Regions from separate parts of the Hordeum vulgare genome. Here region 2 is linked to region 1. The links are chromatin contacts, called in public Hi-C maps. All regions are on one chromosome and are shown on one strand. Each heading gives the region's core, a stretch centred on a gene start, on an enhancer-like site or on the middle of the called end of the contact. The rest is flanking DNA. Distances are from core to core; before and after follow the strand shown.

Region 1 (4,683 bases), core at 1,930-4,429:
GTGTTCCCTCGAAGCGGGAAGGGTGATGTAGCACAGCGACGGTAAGTATTTCCCTCAGTTTGAGAACCAAGGTATCAATCCGGCGGAAGAGTATCTCAAGATCCTGCACAAACACAAAATCTTGCACCCCAACACTATGAAGGGGTTGTCAATCCCTTATAGATTGTTTGCCAAGTGAGAACTGAAAGCAATAAAGTAACAAAGCAAAGTAAAAGCGGAGATGTAAATGATGGATGTGAATAGACCCAGGGGCCGTAGTGTTTACTAGTGGCTTCTCTCATGAAAGCAAGTAGACGGCGGGTGAACAAATTACTGTCGAGCAATTGATAGAACTGTGTAGAGTCGTGATGATATCTATGCAATGATTATTTCTATAGGCATCACGTCCGAAACAAGTAGACCGATACTTTCTGCATCTACTACTATTACTCCACACGTCGACCGCTATCCAGCATGCATCTAGTGTATTAAGTCCATAAGAACAGAGTAACGCCTTAATCAAGATGACATGATGTAGAGGGATAATCTCAAACCAATGATAAAAACCCATCTTTTTACCCTTGATGGCAACTGCTTGATGTGTGCCTTGCTGCCCCTACTGTCACTGGGAACGGTCACCACATCGCAGAACCCAAAACCAAGTACTTCTCCCATTGCAAGAATCATAGATCTAGTTGGCCAAACAAAACCCAAGACTCGGAGAGACTTACAAGGATATCAAATCATGCATATAAGAAATCAGCAAAGACTCAAATATATATCATAGATAATCTGATCACAAGTCCACAATTCATCGGATCTCGACAAACACATCGCCAAAGAAGATTACATTGGATAGATCTCCATGAAGATCATGGAAAACTTTGTATTGAAGATCCAAGAGAGAGAAGAAGCCATCTAGCTACTAACTACGGACCCGTAAGTCTGAAGTGAACTACTCACGAGTCATTGGAGGGGCGATGATGATGATGAAGAAGCCCTCCAACTCCAAAGTCCCCTCCGGCAGGGCGTCGGGAAGGGTCTCCAGATGAGATCTCACGAAAACGGAAGCTTGCGGCGGCGAAAAAGTTTTTTCGAGGCTCCCCTGATTTTTTGTGGAATATTTGGGAATATATAGGCGCAAGACCTAGGTTAGGGGGCGGCCAGGGAGGCCACAAGCCTGCCCACCGCTGCCTCCCCCTGGTGGCGGAGTGGGGGCTTGTGGGCTCCCTGGAGCCCACCTGGCTTGGCCCAAAAGCCCCTTGGACTTCTTCCGTTCGGGAAAAAATCATTTCGGGGTTTTTCTTCCGTTTGGGCTCCGTTCCAAAATCAGATCTGAAAAGAGTCAAAAACACGGAAAAAACAGGAACTAGCACTTGGCACTGAATTAATAAGTTAGTCCCAAAAAGATATAAGAAGGTACATAAAACATACAAAGAAGACAAGATAACAGCGTGAAACCATCAAAAATTATAGATACGTTTGAGACGTATCAGGCGGCGTGGCGGCTCGGGCCCTGGCGGGCCAGATATGGGCTCGCAGGCCCGCGGTGGCTGAGAGGAGAGAGAGGTAGCTGTTGGGGTTAGGGTTTCGGGCACAGATCCCGAGGAGGATTAGGGGGGGCACTCAAATAGGTAGGGGAGGGGTATTTATATAGGGAAAAGGGGCTAGGGTTAGCAGAATTTCGCCCCGGTTTCAACCGCGCGATCGAAATCGAACAATTCCGAACGCGGGACGGGCTAATTGGCCATGTAGTGTAGGTTATCCGGAGAAGAGAGGGAAACGGGCACCCGACAACTATTTTAAAACATCGATAAAACGTCTACGAAAGACCGAATACGGTGCCGCTACGGTCGACCGTTCGGGTACCAGACGGACTCCGATTGCAACGAAATTTGACAGTTGGCCTACCTATATCTAAATACGACCGCACGCCAAGTTTCAACCCAATCAGAGAAATTTTTACATACATTTCTAAAAACAGGATTCAAACGATGTCGCAGGCGCGTGCGAGTGTGGTCGGGCTCAGAACGGGCAAAGACGAGAACCGGCAACTAACAACGGATGCAAGTTTTGAAACTGGCGGCTACGGGATGCCGATGCAATGCGGATGATGCGCATGATGCGATGATGATGCGACAAATAAAAATAATCACACGACGAAAACGGAATAAAAGGGAAATCTTCTGAATCGTCGGTCTCGGGCTGTCACAGAGCTGCAATGGCGACATCAGGACAACTGCAAACGACGACGCCAATGCTACAACCATGGACGTAAAAAGCTACATCTAATAGATAAAAAAGCTTCAACCAGACTTCAGAATACACAAAAATTACAACCGTTCTAACAGAAGCTTCATCCCGCGGATGAAAAAGCTTCAACCACATATAGAAAAATCTTCATCCAATGACTACAAAAACTTCAACCATTTTTAGAACACATGAAATGTTGCAACCGTTTAGAAAAAACTCCATCCAACACATGAAAAAGCTTCAACCAGAGTTTTTGAGAAAGCTTCAACCAGTTTTTGAAACACATGAAATGTTGCAATCGTTTAAAAAAAATCTTCATCCGACAGATGGAAAGCTTTAACGATAGTTTTTGAGAAAGTTTCAACCAAAATGTTTTGCAACCAATTGTGTCATTTTTTGTTGAAACCGACGGTGTCGTGTGCTACAGTCATGACTCAATTTTGTTGCGAGCGTGCATGCCGAGCTACAACCGGCGACAACGACGGCGAGATGTTTTTTACTACAACTGTATTTATTTATTGCTACTACCAACAACTTGTTTTGTTGCATCCGTTCTTTTTCTTCCACGATGAACTATCCACCGGACGCTTCAGTCGGGATGAGATGTTTGTGGTTGATTTCTACGAGCCCCGTGGACATCGACGGACACATGGACGAGGGCGGCTATGAGCAGCGACAAGCACGACGAAGATGGCACAATGCTTCGAGCGGCAGGGGCGGCAGGCGACGACAGGAGACAGGAACGAAAGACGCGTGGAGAAGAAGAGAGGATAGTGGTGAACGTTTTTTTTTACGAGGATTCAACGACCCACACGATCGAGATCCAAACCCTGTGGTACGACCAATTTGGGCCGGCCCACCGGCGCCGCCTAAAAGAAAAAGGGAAACTTTGATCCCGGTGCCAAACCGCCACCTCACCCACTCCGATCGCACGCCCTCGAGCTCGGTGCGCAATAATACCACGGCGGCATCTTCTCCCCTCCCAACCGTGCGGTGGCTTCCAAACGACTCCTCCGTCACCGCCTCGCCGTCGCCATCACCCCGAAATCAACATGCCACCAGCCGCCGCCCCCCCACCCCGCACATGCGCTGCTCTGCTCCCACTTCGCCTACTCGCTCACGCTCACGCCACCCCAGTCTGGCACTCTCCAGCCGACGCCCACAGCCGTAACCACCGCTGAGCACCGCTCTTCCATGGCGGCCGCCGACGACGATGGCCAGATCGACGACGACGAGTACTACGAGTACAACCCGCACCCCTACGGCGGCGGCTACGACATCTCCGCCACCTACGGCGCCCCGCTCCCGCCCTCCACCTCCACGTGCTACCCCATCTCCTCCCCCGACGGCGCCCCCGCGCGCCCCTCTCCGCGGCCGCCCGTGCCCGCCCCCGTGACTGCTCCTGCCCCCGCAACGCCGCAGCCGCCACCAGCTTCGCCCCCGAAGCCTCGGCCGGTCCCATCGCCAGAGCCGGCGAGGACACCGCCCTTTTCGCCGGTTCCGGCTCCGGTGCCGGTCGCGGAGCCGTTCTACTGGCCCAAGCCGCACGACTACGGGGACGCTCCGCGGTGGCCGCCCGTGTACCCCACGCCGGAGGTGTTCCGGCGCTGGCCGTACCTGGCGGCGGGGTCGCATTGCTGCCACTCGCGGTGCGGGCCGCGCGACTACTGGAGGCAGTGCATGCGCGGGCTGGACTTCCTCTTCGGCCACGCCGACGGGTACGGGGAGCGGCGGATTGGGACCGACTGCCACGGGGTCCCAGTGTACGCCAACAAGAAGGGGGGAGTGGAGGACGCCGTGGTGGTCGAGGTGCCGCCGCCGGAAATCGGGAGGGTGCAGTGGCACGATGCCGGCGAGGTGCCGGCCATTGGGAATGTGCAGTGGCACGACGCTGGCGAGGTGCCAGCAATTGGGAATGAGCAGTGGCACGACCACGGCGAGGTGCCAGCGATTGGGAATGTGCAGTGGCACAACGCCGGCGAAGCGCACGATCAGAGCAATGTGAGGAAATACACCGCATCATTCTTCAGTTTATCATGCTTTAGTATACTCTTATCATATTATTAATAAATACAGTACGTAGTACAGTATATATCTTCCTTCGTCGGTATTCTATTGACCGATTCCTTCGTTGTTTTTGTACTCGGAGACAGTGGCTATCTTCTTACGACAACGCAAAAGAGGATACATATGCATATGCCCATTCTACGTATGGCTCGTATGACACGTCTTACCAACAGTCTTACAGTGCTGATGCTGCTCCGGATGAACCTACGTGGTTTCCCAATCAGAGCTATCAGGATCTTTACAGAGAGGAAGAGCCTCGGTATCAGGTACTCCCTCCGTCCCAAAATAAGTGTCTCAAGCTTAGTACAACTTTGTACTAGAGCTAGTACAAAGTTAAGACACTTATTTCGGGACGGAGGGAGTATTTCTCATTTCTGAATGATC
Region 2 (5,052 bases), core at 425-2,924, 420 kb before region 1:
TATTGGTTGCATTATCTTTTATTCAGTTGAAAGAGGTAGCAGCAACAAAGCTGACCGAATCAAATTTCTGGATTGCAGATTAGCAACTTGGCCAGTATCTGGTTCATTGCTCTCTTCCTTTCAATTTTTGCCACCGGTATCCTTGAGATGAGGTGGAGTGGTGTTGGCATTGACGAGTGGTGGAGGAATGAACAGTTCTGGGTCATTGGAGGTATCTCTGCCCATCTGTTTGCCGTCTTTCAGGGTCTTCTGAAGGTGCTTGCCGGTATCGACACCAACTTCACTGTCACCTCAAAGGCTAATGACGAAGAAGGCGACTTTGCTGAGCTCTACATGTTCAAGTGGACGACGCTTCTCATCCCTCCGACGACCATCTTGATCATTAACATGGTCGGTGTCGTTGCTGGTACCTCCTACGCCATCAACAGTGGTTACCAATCTTGGGGGCCGCTCTTCGGGAAGCTCTTCTTTGCCTTCTGGGTGATTGTTCACTTATACCCCTTCCTCAAGGGTCTTATGGGCAGGCAAAACCGCACACCGACGATTGTCATCGTCTGGGCTGTCCTCCTGGCTTCAATCTTCTCCTTGCTGTGGGTTCGTGTTGATCCATTCACTACACGTCTCGCTGGCCCAAATATCCAAACCTGTGGCATCAACTGCTAGGAAAATGGGAGATTGTAGAGACAGAAAATATAACAGTGATCGACTGACAACCCGTGGAGCCAGAGAAAATTTATGTTTGGGGTTGCGAATTACTACGTTTGAGAAAGTTGTCAAAATTGCGAAAACACATTTGTAAATAGATGTAATAGACCATCTACCGTTTTCATGAGGTTAAGCTCTTTTTTTGGAACAAAGGAATCTCATTGGATTGTAAACCTATAGGAATTTTCCTATGAGGCACTTTGTATCGTAGGAATGGACCTATGAATTCTTGTATTTATTATTTATATAAATTATTCCCGTCCTTCACATTTTGGAGGAGTTTCTAAGCATCAGGTCCTACCTCATTGTGTTTTTCTCTCCCTTCCCCTCTCTCCATGTAAGAAACCATTTTCTGCAAAATTGATGTAGTGCATCCAAACAACAACTTTGTGAAATTCCCACAGTTCTTGTTTATGCAGAAATCGGCAACACAAGACACTGAATTCATGGAGAGACTCTTTCCTTTACCTATTCCCATGTTTTTCTTTTTTGCATTCCAAATGCCATACTAAATTTAACCATAGTGAAATGACCAACATTTTCTTACATAGTTTATTTTCTTTCTCTATAGAAGTTGTTGATCAATAGGTATTCAAATACTCGCACCATTCGTAATTACTTGTCATAGAAATGAATGTATCCAGATGTCTAGGTGCATTCATTTTATCCATTTCTGCAACAAGTAGTTCGGGATAGAGGGAGTATCTTGTATGGATTTAGAAGTCACTTGTACTCCATACCTTCCAAAATACATAGCATATTGGGTTTGTTGGGATAAACATTTGACCCACAATTAGTATGACAAAATATATTTTGTGGCATAAAATTAATGCCATTAGAGATTTTAAACGTTCACAATAGGAGAGAAGGCAGCGGGGCGCACGAACACATGGGCCGTGCGCACCTGACAGTGTCGGGCCCACCCAAGCCCGATCTTCCCACCTGATCCCCTCTCCTAATCGCCACCGGATCCCCACGACCTCCCTGCTTTCTCGGCGCCTTTCAAGACCCGACCTTTCGCCATGGCCGCGGCCGCCACCATCTCCGCCACGCCCCTCGCCCCCAGCCATGCCTTCGCCAGCCCCAAAATGCTGCGCTCGCTCCCCTTCCTCCGGCGCCGGCTGCCCTCCTTCGCCGTCGCCGCGGTCAAGCAGGACGCGGCGGTCTGGAACGCGGCCCCCGTCGCCTCCATCGGCGCGGCCAGCGCCGACGGCTCGCTCTTCCACCTGCGAGTCGACCTCTCCGACGCCGCCGACCTCGCCTCCTCCTTCACCGCGCCGGGGCAGTACCTCCTGGTCCGCGTGCCCGGGGAGGACGGCCTCAAGCCCGCCTTCATGGCCATCGCGTCCCCGCCGGGGGGAGGCGCCTTCGAGTTCCTCGTCAAGGCCGTGCCCGGCGCCACCGCGGAGAAGCTCTGCGGCCTCCGCAACGGGGACGTGGTGGAGCTCGGCGCGGTCATGGGGAAAGGGTTCCCGATCGAGAGGGTGACCCCGGCGGACGCCGCGGAGACCCTGCTCCTCTTCGCCACCGGGACCGGGATCAGCCCGATCCGCTCGCTCATCGAGTTCGGCTTCGCGGCCAAGCAGAGAGCCGACGTGAGGCTCTACTATGGCGCCAGAAATCTTGAAACAATGGCGTATCAGGAGAGATTTGCAGAGTGGGAGTCATCTGGGCTCAAGATTGTGCCGGTATTGTCACGGCCAGGTGATGGCTGGAAAGGTGAAAAGGGGTATGTTCAGCGCGCGTTCTTGGAAGCCAAGAACATCGCCAATCCTACTTCCACTGGGGCTGTGCTATGCGGGCAAAGCCAAATGATCGAGGAGGTCACCTCGGCCCTTACAGCTGATGGTGTATCACAGGATAAAATCTTGAAGAACTTCTAGAATGAATCTCCTGAATGTAACTCATGCTTCTTTGGTTGGGCGGTACTGTGCCTTGCTGTTTGTATTAGAATATCTGTAATTTGATTCATCGATACTTCTCAACACAAGATACGGTAGATATACATGTTATCAGAGTGCGTTTTGCTGCAAATTCCGCTGCTTGCTGCCCCTGGGAGATGATAAGATCTAACCTTCCAGTGCTACGTAATTTTATAGCTCGCATTGTCTTTCCTACACCGCTTCTTAGTTATTCTGCGGGTTGTTTTTGTTGCCCTGATGGTATCAGTTTCTTTTCCATGATGCATATGTATGTCACCTGAATTATTTTTCTTACGTAGGAGGCACACACATTTATGTCTCATAATTTAGCTCCATGTGATTTCTGACCATGGACTTGCTCTTTGTTAGTGTTCCAATATTGCTTCTCTTTGTACTGCGGTTTATTTTGGCAAGTTAGTATAGCTCCATTAGGAAGAATTGAGCATGGCTAGGCATATGCAGCATCATAATTATTTTCAACACAACGTATGATAGATATACATGTTATCAGAGTGCTTTCGCTTTGGCCGTGTTCTGCCCCTAGGAGATGATAAGATGTAACATTCGAGGGGCTGTGCAATTTCATAGCTCGCATCGTTTTCTTTTTCCATTGTGTCGTAGTTTATTCCATAGGTGATGTTTGTTACTCTGATGATATCAGTTTATTTTCTATTGAACGTATTTTTTTTCCTTAGACAAGCCATAAATAAATCGCTAGCTTTTCCATGATGTATATGTATCATGTATGTCACCTGAAAATCCTTTCATCCATCTTGTATAATCTATTATTGTACATATAGTTTTTTTGCTTACATAAACAAGAGACATTTATGTCTCGTAGGCTCCATTTGATTTCTGACCAATGCGCTTCATGTTTGTTAGTGTTCCAGGATTGCTTCTCTGTGTACCTTTTTAAATGAGTACAACTCCATTAGGTAGAATTGAGCATATGGCAAGGCATGTAGAGCTTATGAACATGCAATTATAATATCTATTTAATTAGTCTACAGGTTGCCAGTGTTGCTTAAAATGACTTGGGTTCATTCACTAATCAAGTTACAGTCGCAACTATCTCAGATAGTGGTTCTGCTGGTATCATGGCTTTACCTGAAGATTCCCATATTAGAGCAAACACAGAATGAAATGCTATCGTGGCAATCTGTTCCAGTTCAAACTCTCTGAAGCAACAATGACGCCAAATGCAGAAGAAACTTTGGAAAACAAGGATGTACTGACTGTTGACCGCACTATTCCCAGTATTTATTTCAATAAAAATGTATCTGAGCAGAAAGGTGATTGTGTAATGAGATAAATCTCAAGAATATACCTCCATATCATATCAGTCAGAACAAATATGTAAATCATGTCTGAATTTGACATGCAAGTGTTTGCCTTTTACCAACTGGTGTGATCGAAGTAAAACCAAAATGACACCTATTTTATGGATACAAGTAGTTTTTGCTCTTATAAAATAATACTGTACACGTCATGAAGTCTTTATCCATATTCAGTTTTTCTAAGAATAAGATGAGGGATGCTCTTCCGGGTTCCTTTACATGAATTGAAACTAAACGTACAGTGTCTCAAGCTGTTCGTCAAACCAATCCATATTCTATTTTATGATTGCTTTCTTTTCTCCTAAATATGGTTGCCTTAATTGGTATCCTGCATATTGTGTAGCTAATGTTTTTTTCAGTGGAGTTTAGAGAATGGTTTAGTTCAGTCTCTGACAACAAAGGCGACCTTGTTTGGTGGCTTAAGATAATTGAAGATCAGATTGTTAGGCTGCTGTTTGGCCAAGCGCTCCATTTGAAAGTAGCTTATCTACACTATATACTTTTAGTATCTTGATGATGTCGTTGCATTTTTCTAAAACACAATGCGATTGCTTTGAACCTATGACCAGTATTTTTGTTGGACTTTGTTGTCTTCCTTTGAGAATCAAATTGAAGTGGAGTGTCAGTGTAGCAGCACGAAATGCTTGAGAACACCATGCAAAATGGGATCAACGACGTCCATGAAACGTCTCCGCAGTATAGTTTTCTAGCAGACTAGCACTACCACTTTGTTTACAACCACTGTAAGCATGAAAGCTTCGCAATAATCTCTGACCAGGCAAGTGTCAGCGGTACCTATCTTGAGTTTATGGCAATGTTGGCAGAGGTTTTGGCGTTTTGCCCCTCACCATATATTAAAGAGTTGTTTGACAAAAAATATCTGTACTTTTGAGGGAAAGTACCTTTCTACATCTGAGATCAAATGCTCCTAGTGTGAACAGTACAATAAAAACTAGAAAAAAATATAAAAAATTCTGATTATTTTTGGCATACTTTAAGAAATGTTTGTTGGGCATGTAAAATTTCATCACAAAATCATATTTGTGGAAGTCATGGCAATATATTTTTTTAAAATCAGAGCTCCAAAA

The links. A called contact is a pair of places that touch in the nucleus more often than the background predicts.
Region 2: a Hi-C map of leaf shows a contact between it and region 1, with 6 times the contacts expected there. The contact joins the promoter of LOC123429438 here to the promoter of LOC123424691 in region 1. A contact is called at or near these places in 3 of 6 Hi-C or Micro-C datasets (leaf and seedling) and 1 of 1 datasets of contacts at active chromatin or transcription factors (embryo).

The regions. Positions count from the first base shown.
Region 1 is chr2H:37,316,302-37,320,984 of MorexV3_pseudomolecules_assembly, reverse strand. It overlaps LOC123424691, which reads left to right and starts at 3,179. Exons shown (of 6, transcript XM_045108356.1): 1 at 3,179-4,233; 2 at 4,386-4,565. The coding sequence starts at 3,427.
Region 2 is chr2H:37,731,801-37,736,852 of MorexV3_pseudomolecules_assembly, reverse strand. LOC123429438 (fruit protein pKIWI502-like) reads left to right here and starts at 1,674. Exons shown (of 1, transcript XM_045113473.1): 1 at 1,674-2,739. The coding sequence starts at 1,728. The coding sequence ends at 2,588. It overlaps LOC123424693 (probable cellulose synthase A catalytic subunit 8 [UDP-forming]), which reads left to right. Exons shown (of 14, transcript XM_045108358.1): 14 at 79-992. The coding sequence ends at 663.